Regions from separate parts of the Mus musculus genome. Here region 1 is linked to region 2. Evidence: chromatin contacts called from public promoter capture Hi-C data. All regions are on one chromosome and are shown on one strand. The core of a region is the stretch at or near the end of the contact, and the rest is flanking DNA. Distances in the headings are between cores, read along the strand shown. Region 1 has its middle 14 kb from the start of Hipk2. Region 2 overlaps Hipk2 (homeodomain interacting protein kinase 2).

Region 1 (5,499 bases), core at 1,505-4,004, 66 kb before region 2:
GTGGGGATGAAAGTAGCCCTTCACTATAACCCATTTATAATCACACATATTAAAAAGGCCAAAGTAAGTATGAGTAAGTAGAAGTGAAACAAAAGCCAGAACTCAAAGATGTACAAAGAAAGGTTCCAAGTGTCACATCTCTGCCGACATCTCCACCCTGCCTGTAAATGGCTCGATAGTCAGAGTGTGGGGTGTCAGTCTCCTCAGCTTTCCACAGGGCTTGTGGGAAGACACAAAACACCACTGGGAAGTCTCACATTTCTTTTATAAATATCATATGATACATATTACTGTGAAACTTACTTCATCACTAATATATCATGGACACTTCCCCTTGGTCAACAGAGATAGTGCAAACTCCTTATTTTTAGAAGCCATATCATATTTGATCATTCCTCAGCCGCCTTTGTGGTTAGATGGAGTCACAGCACTGAGTGTTGCCCAAGTAGTGTGGACAGAAGATAGGACACCACTCCTAGACCTGGCCCACGGATTCTACCCATGGAAGGGGGTTCTTTTTTTTCTCCTGTCTGCCAGCTGGAAATGATGCACTGTAAGACTCACCTACATGGGTCTACTGTAGAAACCAGAAACTTCCTTGTGCTTGATGTTTGTATAATCCAGATCATATGTCAGTCAACGGTGTAGTAGCCTCTCACACAATCTCAAAGGATCCATTAATTCATATAAATGTAATCTGGAGTGCAGCTACTTCTCTATGAGATTAAATACATAAGCACAAGAAAGAAGAGTGGCCTGACATTCAGACATCTTACTCATTACACTAGAACATAGTTTAGTCAAAGTGAACTCTAATTTCCTTTGCTCAAGAGTTGAGGGCCCATTTTCTCTGTGAGTGCCACTTCGTGTTCTTTCTTCCTGTTGTTCTCATAAGAGTACAAACTTTCTAAACAATTATTCCAGTTTTGAGGGCTTTTTATTTGTTTGTAGGTTGTGTTGGGTTTTTCCTCCTTTTGATTTTGAGACAGATTCTCACTCTATATAGGCTGGTTTGTAACTCAGCCTATATGTGTAATTCAGAGGGCCTTGAAGTCATGACTCCTGTCTCAGCTTCCTGGATTCTAGCATTAGACATGAGACCTGGCTTGTTGCTTATTGCTTGTTTCTTTTGCTTTTGCCTTAAAGGTGTGGTGAAGGACAAATGAAAAGATGTTGGAGAAGTGAAAGGGAAGGAGCAGGACTTCAAAAACCATCTCTGTGGTGTGGATGCTTCTGTCTTAAACCTAAACGAGCCTCGTTCCCCCTCCATGTGTTTCAAACTAAAGCTCCATCAGCTTCATGGCCGAGACAAACCCAAGATCCTGATGAAACGATGTGGGGTAGAATTGTGGTCACGAGTTTGAGGGGCAAAAGGGAACAGTCACAGAGAGGTGTACGTGGTGGAAATACAGAAGCACAAAGAGACATTAGCATTTGTCCATGGGCCCACCCAACAGAGCTGCTCAGATCCACTGCCACCATTAGGATCAGTAAGACTTGATGGAGAAACAGACCCAGCCCTAAAGATGTTCTAAGGAAAAACACAATTTAGGATACAAACACTTGAGGATGTACAAAAGAGACCATCAAATCATACCCACTGGGCCATGTACTTCCTTGGTTCATCAAGCACATGGGAACTATAGGCATTTTTGTGATTTCTCAAACTATTACAAAAGCCCTGAAGGTAGAGTGTTCATAGCCCCCTCCTCAGAGACGAACTTACTACCATTAGTTTACTACATAGACATAGTATCAAACTGCCATCTAAATCCATATCTCTAAAGCCATAGATTAGCACTGCCCTCAGACCTCATCAGAGAAGTCTCTCTCTCTCTCTCTCTCTCTCTCTCTCTCTCAATTCTATTTATATGAATATACTGTAGCTGTCTTCGGACACACACCAGAAGAGTGAATCGGATCCCATTACAGATGGCTGTGAGCCACCATGTGGATGCTGGGAATTGAACTCAGGACCTCTGGAAGAGCAGTCAGTGCTCTTAACCACTGAGCCATCATCTCTCCAGCCCAAGAAGTTTCTTTGTGCTGCTGATGGCAATTAACACAGTAACGCACCACTGATCCAAGTACAGAGAATAAGTGTCAGTGGTGCTCAGCAGCAAACAGAACATCTTTATGACCACTAACAACCATTAAGGCTCAAGGACTGTTACAGAGGAGGAAGGTGGAAGGGCTGTAAGAACCACAAAGTAAGGGGGACCAGAGCTAAACAGGATCTTGAGATATAATAGGGCCACTCATAGCAGCTGCACAGGACAGAGACAGTTAACATTCTAGCATGAGGGAGGGGGACTAACAAGGTCCAATCCCTAACTATTGAACTGGTGATTTCTGGGTAAGTTGGGAGTGGTTGCTGTTTTGTTTTGTTTTGTTTTGTTTTGTTTTGTTTTTCTTCTTCTTTTTTTAAGGCTATGGCCCGTGACAGATTGAGCATCCTCCAGCGGATGGCCCTGTATCCGTGAGCATATGGGTAGTACAAATAGGATTTGGTGGGGAGGGAAGCAGAGTTGGGAGTGGTCAGGGAGGTGGAATGGATGTGGGAGAAGTTAGGGTAAATGTGATCAAAATACATTGTATAAATTTCTCAAAGGATTAAAAAATCATTGGTTTTGTTTTGTTTGTTTGTTTGTTTGTTTAAAGAAAGGACAAAGGCGAATGCCTAATGGGGTGCTGAGGCAGGAAAGAATGACACATGATCACATCAGGACCCTTGATGAGCAAATCAACGGTTGTCACATACACAGAAGCAGAGAAGGGAAGTCAGACATCTCTTTTGATGATAGTTTATAACATGACTTCTTACTCAGACTTAAAACATTAAAGTTTCTCCAACCATTCCTTCCCAGTTTGGTGTCTCTCTAAACTTGTATTCCTGTTCAGAAATATTCACTGTCCCTCTATCGCCTTATTGAATTAAATTCAAATTCCGCTCCCTGGCACTAAAGGCATACCCAGTCCAGGGCCAGCATATTATCTGGTCCTGCTTTGCACCCATTATTGCTTAACAGTTCTCTGCTGTCTGGGCGAGGCCATCTCCTGAAATGGGTGTTTGGAAGCTAAGTTCATTTCTGCATTCCCAGTCTTAACTCCTAAATCCTCCTAGTTTTTCTCACCCCACCCCAACCCTCCACAGCCATTCCTGGCAGTGCTACTCGCTGAGGTATCCCAGTCCTCTTCTGTATAGTCACCTGTCTCTCTGCTTCTCAAAAGAGCAAGTGGATTGGGCAAGGCAGCTTCCTGGGGGAGTGGCCTAAGAGTGCAATCCTTAGGGACTGTGCACTTGCTCTTCTATCATGGTCTTGAAATGGAGGCGTGTCGGAGGCAGGAAGTCCTTAGACTTCACTTTGAACATGATTGGTTTTGCCGGATGTAGTAGTGCATGACTGCAATCCTAGAACTCAGACGCCGAAGCAGGAGGATCACAAGTTTGAATCCATCTTGGATTACATAGGAAGAGTCTACAAAAACAAAAACAAAAACAAAAAAAGAGATGAGGATAGTAGGAGAAAGAGGAGAAAAAAGAGGAGGAAGGAAAAAAAGAGGAAGGGGAACAGGTCTAAAATCTAAGAATGGATTCCAGCCCTAACCATCCTTAGGTTTGCGGACTCGTATTTGGCAGTTCTGCAGCGAGGTAGAGAACCAAGGCACAGGCCAGGGGCACTAGTCCTGTTTCCGTGCTTCACCCTTGGTCTCAGGAGGATGTGGGGCTGGTAACCAAGGCCCATTCTCTTCAGAGGGGTACCAGTGCACTATATTTGGTTTGTTTGATGGTCTATGTGTACGGGCAGTCAGTCTTCTATAGCTAAGGATCCTGTATCCTTGATCAGGATTCTTTTTAACTGAAGTTGTATTGAACATGTCATTGTTTCTCCTAAACAGTCTAGTATAATGGCTCCTTATAGAACATTTACATTTTGTTAGGGTAAGTAATCGAGACATGATCTAAAGTATACAGGAAGAGTGCTGGCAAGAAGGCTCGGCAGGTAAAGGCCCTTGCTCTACAAGCCTGAGAACCTGAGTTCCATCCCCAGAGCTAACCAAGGAAGGAGAGAACCGACTCTTTTGTTTGTCCTCTGACATTCACACATATTCTGCGATGTGTACACCTGTGTGCACACGTATTACACACATGCAACAATAAAGAAATAAATACATCAGATAAAGCTCATACTATCTCCCTGCTTTGAGGTTCAGTAAGAGACCTTGTCTCAAAAACAAGAGGGAACAGCTCCTAAGAAACAACATCCAAGGTTGGCCTCTAGCACACGCGTCTTTTGAAACTTGCAATTTCTACTGTCCCTTACCATCACAATGGCCCCCTCATACTGTCTCCTCGATGTAGGCCTCTTTGCAGCCAATAAAAGTGTATAACCACCTGTAGCTGATCTGGTGGCTCCTTAACTTCCCATTATCTCTGAGCAAATCTCAGCTCCTGGACTCAGTTTGGGAAGCCTTGCCTGCTACACCCTGCTCCTCTCTGACCTCCTCCTCCCTTCTCCCCCCTTTCCCTTCAGCCTCTCTCACCAGCCTCCTGGTCAGCCCTTATGCTCTAGTCAGACTGAATGTCTCTGAACTGAGCCCTGTGACCTCTGACTCCACAGAGCTGCTGCTGGGAAAGATCTTCTTCCTCCCTAACAGTAAGGCTTTGGTTTCTATGTCACTCCCTCTACAATGTCCCTGTCCTGTGTGCTCCTGGGTGTGAGCAAAATCAGCATAAGAGGGTGGCCACAGCTGCCTTCTCCACTAACCACCAAGGAGAACCCTGAAATCCTTACCCTGCCCAATTTCTTCACCCCTAGAAAGAGGGTGAGAGTTTAATTTAATCCACAGGAGGAAGCCCTGGGATAGCTGGGGGTGGAAAATAGGAGATTTCCTAACTCTTGGCATGTATTGTGAGTTTAGATCCTCTTTGGTATTGTTCCAGATGCGGAGAAAAAGGAGAGAGAGAGGGAGGTGGGGGGAGATTTATTCAAAGTTCAGTGGGATGACCTTTTTCCTTCTTGACTGTGGCAGTATGCTAAGAGTGAACTTGGTGGGCTGCAGGGCTCACTGCATCTTTCGCCTTATCATCATCGGCTCATCAGAGCATGATCGAGTTATCTTGGCTGTAACCTGTGTTCACTTGTCTTTTTGCCCCCAACTGGAACACTAGTACATACAAATCACAGGATCAGGCATGTAGTAAACCCTCTAATGATTGACTAATAAATTTAAAAAAAAAAGTAAAATAAAACACAACAAGCAAAATAAAAACCCAAATCACAGAAAAGTTAACAAACGAGCCAATGATACAGATGCTACAGAGCCTTCTTTGTAGTCATCACATCCAGTGAGCAGAACAGCCAGATACTGCGTGGAACTCATATCTTAATAGGAACAATAAAAAATGAAATTTAAAAACAAGAAATAAGTAAATAATTTATGATGTTAGAAGACTATTAAGTCTATACAGAGAAACAAAAAACAAACAACAGGGCT
Region 2 (5,919 bases), core at 1,974-4,473:
CCTGTAATGCAGACCAGATGATTGACTTAGTTTATTTTCCAGATGCTCAGCGCTGCTGCAATCGTATTGCTGCTGTCATTATCAGTAAGGATTCTGAAGAACTTGTGGTTAATTTTACACTGCTCAAGTGGAGTCATATCATGTATCTAACATTATACAACTAGTGCATAAACACTCTCTGATTGAAAATGATATAAAAGCCCCAAAAGATATTTAGTACTCACTGTTTTGAAAATCTGTCACTTAGAAACAGGTAACCTGAAATTGCTTCACACTCTTTTAAAATACAAACCTGACACACAGGATAATTATTACAGTTATGAATATTCTGTAGTATATCAATGAAGAATTTTTTCTAATACTCTTCAATCCTCTGAGGCATTAAATAATCACAAGTTTATCAAGGGCTATACAAATTTTCCCTTATCTAGGTGTTTAAAAATTTCCATTTGATACATAATTCCTTTTAGGGGAAGAGTGGGAGGTTTTGAGACAGGGTTTCTCTGTGTAGCCCTGGCTATCTTCTGTAGACCAGGCTAGCCTCAGACTACCTCTGCCTCCCAAGTGCTGAGATTAAAGGCATACCCCACTACACTCAGCCATAGACATATATTTCTAACATTGATTTATAACTTATATCTTATGTGCAAAATATGATATAGAAGACAGGATATTCTATTAAGTATGGGAATGAATTATTTTTATTATGTATTATAGGGAAACAAAATAACATTGTAACTTTCATCAGATACTCATTATTCAGGCAGTATATGCCTGGAAGGTTTTAGAAAGTGAAGAGGTTAGTACCTCTCGTGGGGATCTGGACTCTATGCTCTTTAACTATGTAACTGGATTTTGAGTGGCAATCTATTTCATATCTGCCAAGCCTAAATTAAACCTTAAATACTGATAAAAAATGATGCCTATTTTTACTTATAATTCCTTCTCTTGAGCTTTGCTGAGTTCAATGAAACTGAGTTCAATGAAAAAAATTAATCATATATAACCCTCACTTATCCCTGTAGTTTCACCAGAGTCTGATCTTCCAGTAGATAATTTGGGTGGTGAAATGGAAAGGAAATGTACTCACATGTGAAGCAACTTTTAGTTCATCCAATTGTGAAATAAAAAGTTATGAAGAAACTAAGCAAATATGTTAGGAAAAATACACTAAGTAAGCCAGTCTTTTAACAAATGTCATTTTTAAATATAGTAGGTTAAAAACTCAAGATCATGAAAACTTTTAGCTTTTTAGGTGAGTATGACAACCAACACTTGTAATCCCAACACTGAGTTGAAGTGTTGAAGGCCAGATGGTCCTACTTGAAGCTAGCTTAGCTATATAGCAAGACCCTGACTCAAAGAGGCAGAAAAAGTTGCCTACAACTCTGAAAGGGTTTCTCATTAAACCTTCAAGACTAAGAAAGACAACGAGCCACAGAGTTGTCCAGGCTTGAGCTTCAAATCAGGGTCTGATTTTGCCCCTATTCCAGGAGCCCACACCATGACCTGATGTCACAGCTTTCAACTCATCCCTGTGTGAGGAGATTGTGTGGGGCATGTGTTAATGGGATGAGCATACCACGATAATCAGACTCCCAAAGACACTTCTCCCAGAGCCACATGTGCACTGGTGCTTGCTAATTTACAATCTGAAGAATGGTCCATGATTTTATACAGAGGCTGGAGTCGAGTGTGATGGAAGTTTGTGGGCATCCATGGCACCCATGAAAAGACTACAAGGCAGATGCTTTGAAACCCGGGTTTATTGTAGATACGTTTTAATGTGAAGTGGGCATTTGCGGGGAACCTAAAGAGCAGTTCATCTTCATTGTTTAAACATGCAGGTTACCAAAAGGCACTTGAAACCTTTGGGACCTGGGTTTGTTTGGTACATAAGACAGTTTTGTCTTTGTTGTAGTGATAAGGAATGACTTAAAATGTTCACTGTCATTCTGTGTGACTGTTTTTAATCAGGTTTATAGGCACTACTTTTTATTTGTCATGAAGTGAGGAATTTATTGCATACAGTTGAGATGTAAGTTAGCTACATTTCTAGTGAGTTTGTAAGTATATCTCTTTTATTGGTAGTTTGTCCATAAGCCCAGAAATATGGAAAGATGTGTTCAATGCTCATGCCTTTGGCCTGCTTAAGAGCCAGAGGCATGGTAGTGAGAATACTCCTTTGTAGACACTTCACCCTATGTATCAGCAATCACTGGATATACAGCCATTATGTAGGGTTTTATCTTGAGAGGCCACCGAGGCTTTTATAGAAAGGTCTGGATGGGCTATACCTCTAAGGAGCAGGTGTAATTATTGCAGATTTATTGTGTTATTCCCTGGGTCCTCCATACTGCCCTTCAGGGAGTTAAACCTATCCTTGCTAGTAGGGGTCAGAGCCACGTTTTCTTCTAAGAGCCCAAGAGGAGACACGGAGATTGAAATTTTATATAGGATCAAACTGAAGATGTCCAGTCAGCGCCTGCCATTTCTGAGGGGAAGTTATTACTATTATTATTTGTGTGTATAGGAGGTCAGTAGTCCTTGAAGAGTACAGGGGTCAAACCATAAAGAAATGAGAGGAAACATTTAGCTTTTCCTTTAGAGTGGAAAACATACAGGTCTCCCCCACCTCTTCCCTGTCCCTTGCCTTAGGGATCTGAACAAATGGAATGGCAGGGGTTGTGGGCTTAACAAAGAGAGCTAAACTAACCAGGAAGGGTTGTTCCAGAAAAGACTTCCAAGGAGAGATGTTTAGACATAAGTTTGATTATGGATGTGAGATTATTTTAAAATGAAGCTACAAACTGCCAGTGTTTTGTTCCTTATAAAGATTTTAGGGCTTAAAAAAATCATCCTTAGTGACTTTCTTTAGCTATATTTTGTTTGAGCATTCTCCTTCCCACATCCACAGGAAGATGGACCATGCCATAGAACAAAGGTAAAAAGGTTGTTGGAAATGTTAGTTCTAGTTCTTGGAATAGTGGCTGTTGACCTCAGCAGTGACCACAGCAGCCCCAGCCAGAGTCTGAGGCAGCTGCTGGCCACAATGATGGGTATAGAGAGGTTCCAGCCATGCAGGTCTCCTTGCTGATCCTGGGCATCTGTCACCCAAGGCAGCCAGTGATTATTTCAACAGTTTATGACCCTTGGCTATCATCCCAATAACAAATAAGTCATAAGCTACCCTCTTCCCCTTTGTAAAATTCCACTCTGCAATGTGGCCTCTCTACCAAGAACTTCTAAAACACTGAGGACAGGGACCAGTGCCTCTGAAGCTCTGTGTGTAATCAGCTTATTTCTTCTTTTCCCCTCCTACTCTCCCTTTCCTTAGTAACTTGAGTGAGAAGCAGGAGACAGTCAAAGGACAGAGCTGAAGTAGATAGATGTTAATTTTGCTTAGTCTCTTCTGTTCATAGGTAGCTTAAAGCCAAGGATTGCTCTCTTCTGTATTACTTCAAGGGTATCAGACCTTTTGACATTGTAACAAAATGCCATTTGCAAATGTGTTGGAGCAAATTCATTAGTGTACTGGAACACATGAAGCCAGCAGGCCACAGGTTGAACTTGTCTGGCTTATAGCATGTGTAACTATATGAATATTTAAGTGATATTAGTAAGTAGAGAATAACTACTTTTTGTGCTATGGTATTAGGAAAATATTGACATAAAAGTAGGTGAAAAGTATGGTTGCATAACAAACCAAAATAACCATGTCAAACAGTAATCATGTCAGACATACACAGGCATATTAGTCATAGTGCCCAGGTGAACATACACAGACATACAGACATACAGACATACAGACATACACAGGCATATTAGTCATAGTACCCAGGTGAACCTTGGAGTCAGCTTTCAAACCAGAAGGGAAGTCTCACCGTAAAGGCAGATTCAGAGGAGAGTTTAGGCTAAGACCAGACCTGCCTCCAGGACGTCAGAGCACATGCTGCCATAGCACAGGCAGAGCATGACTGTCCAGCCAGCGCAGGAGCCGAACAGCCTCTGCCTTGGTATTGTTTTTCATTCTAGAGTATTTGTTTTGAGTCAGGGTCTTTTTTCTTCCTCCTCCTCCTCCTCCTCCTCCCCCTGCTCCTTCTTCTCCTCCTCTTCTTCCTTTTTTGTTTTTTTCGAGACAGGGTTTCTCTGTGTAGCCTTGGCTGTCCTGGAACTCACTCTGTAGACCAGGCTGGCCTCAAACTCAGAGATCCGCCTGCCTCTGCCTCCCAAGTGCTGGGATAAAAGGCGTGCGCTACCACGCCCGGGTTGAGTCAGGGTCTTAATGGGTGGTCCAGAATAGTCTCCAGTTCTTAAATCCTCTCTCTTAGCCTTTCAATCACTGAAAGTTTAGTCATGTACACCATATCTGGTCTTCTCCCTTGCGTCTTAAAAAAGTCTTTATTTGGGTTAAATTGGGCCTCTAAACTGCGTGGTCTTTAGTTGAGAGAAGCAATGACTTCATGGCAGAAGGTAAAAAGTACTGGGGAGTGAATGAAGCAAGTGCAGGAGGTATGCTATTCTAGAAAAAGGGGTGAGGCCGGTCTAGAGTTGAGATTTCTGGAGGATCAGTGGTCGAAGATGAAGCTAAATGGTTGAATGGGAATCAGGATGTGTGTTAACACTTCAGCTTTATCTCCTGGGCACCAAGGAGCCACCAGAAGCTTTTGGACAGAGGAACAATGCTTAGAAGTTTATGTAGTAAGACAAATCTGCGGGCCAGATACAGGCACATTAGCGCTCATTCCAGTGACCAGGATCCTATATTTACTTTAGGGTTGCTTTTGAAAAGTAATGAGGATTTCAGCTATGGGAGTGGCAAAATGAACAGAAATTAAAAAGTTGAAAATGAGACATGTTGCCTTATATAGCTATTTAAATACTTTTAATTTAAAAAAGGACATTTTAAAAGAAGGCGAAATCAATCAAGACTGTCTTTTATTTGCTGTGATAATGAAGACTCATCAAGGTAAGTCCACAGTTTGGGAACCAAGCAACTAGATAAATACTTTATTAATAGAATGGAAATGTTAAAATGAAGCATAAATGGCTATGTTTTAGGGGAAAGACAAGGAGTTCAGCTTTGGAAGATCATTTTAATGTAGTAGGAGACAGAAATAATATTACTGGAATATTCAAGTGGGAACTTGGCTCATGATAAGCATGTGGGAGTTGCCTGCATAGAGATAACTGTTTAAACTGTCTAAATGAATGATGCCTTCCAGAGGAAACAGAATACTAGGAGTGCCAGCATTTTAAAGGAGGAAGAGGAGCTGCCTTAACCCCTGTGTAATTAGCCATTGGGAGGAGGAAGGCAGTTACAGATTCACATTAGAGCAGATAAGAACGTCAAGAAGGAAGTGGTGGTCAGCGGTATCAGATGTTGCAGAGAGGTTAAGGAGAATAGGGGCTGAAAGAGCCATTGGATTAGGCAATTAGGAAGTTATTTACCTTAAGAACACAGGTCTATGATATTTGAATATGTTGAAGGAGAAGGATTAAGAATGAGCATTGAAGAAAAGAGTACATGAAGCGTAATTTATAGGTAAGAAGGAAGGCGTGAAGAGGGGCTGTGACTGTTACTCTTTCTGTCTTGTAAGTTGGAGGTTTGTGCCTGCACACACACTTGGAGGCAGAGGGAAAGGTTAGGTCAGTGATGCATTTGAACAACCTTGTTCAATACCAGCTAAAAACTTTGGCCCCAAAAGTAGAAATCATCAATAGCTTAAAGTGGGGATGGGAATGGCAGAAACAGAATTCTATAGAAAAAATGGGAGACTATGGATTATGGGACTAGCAGAATGTGACTGACCTCAGAATTCTGGGCAAGATAGGTGGGGATCCATTGAAGAGAGGGAGGATTGGGGGACAAAGGATGGCATTAAGAGGGAGGTGTTAAGGAACCACTCTAGACAATGC

What was found. Capture Hi-C pulls out chosen DNA fragments and counts their contacts.
Region 1: a promoter capture Hi-C map of adipose tissue shows a contact between it and region 2. The contact joins two enhancer-like sites. A contact is called at or near these places in 7 of 484 Hi-C or Micro-C datasets (the AML12 cell line, the G1E-ER4 cell line, bone marrow-derived macrophages and 2 more), 9 of 115 datasets of contacts at active chromatin or transcription factors (the 3134 cell line, acute myeloid leukemia, bone marrow-derived macrophages and 4 more) and 4 of 9 other capture datasets (adipose tissue, liver, macrophages and 1 more).

Annotation. Positions count from the first base shown.
Region 1 is chr6:38,887,131-38,892,629 of GRCm38.p6, reverse strand. It overlaps a transcript of Tbxas1 not described here. Among named protein-coding and RNA genes, the nearest start is that of Hipk2, 14 kb to the right of the region's middle. Within about 2 kb of position 2,754, at least 7 of the 459 cell types and tissues checked have an H3K27ac peak or open chromatin away from gene starts, as enhancers often do. A contact at or near this core is called in adipose tissue, where this site is marked.
Region 2 is chr6:38,821,250-38,827,168 of GRCm38.p6, reverse strand. The region is part of intron 1 of Hipk2 (homeodomain interacting protein kinase 2); the gene reads left to right. Among named protein-coding and RNA genes, the nearest start is that of Hipk2, 52 kb to the left of the region's middle. Within about 2 kb of position 3,223, at least 37 of the 459 cell types and tissues checked have an H3K27ac peak or open chromatin away from gene starts, as enhancers often do. A contact at or near this core is called in adipose tissue, where this site is marked.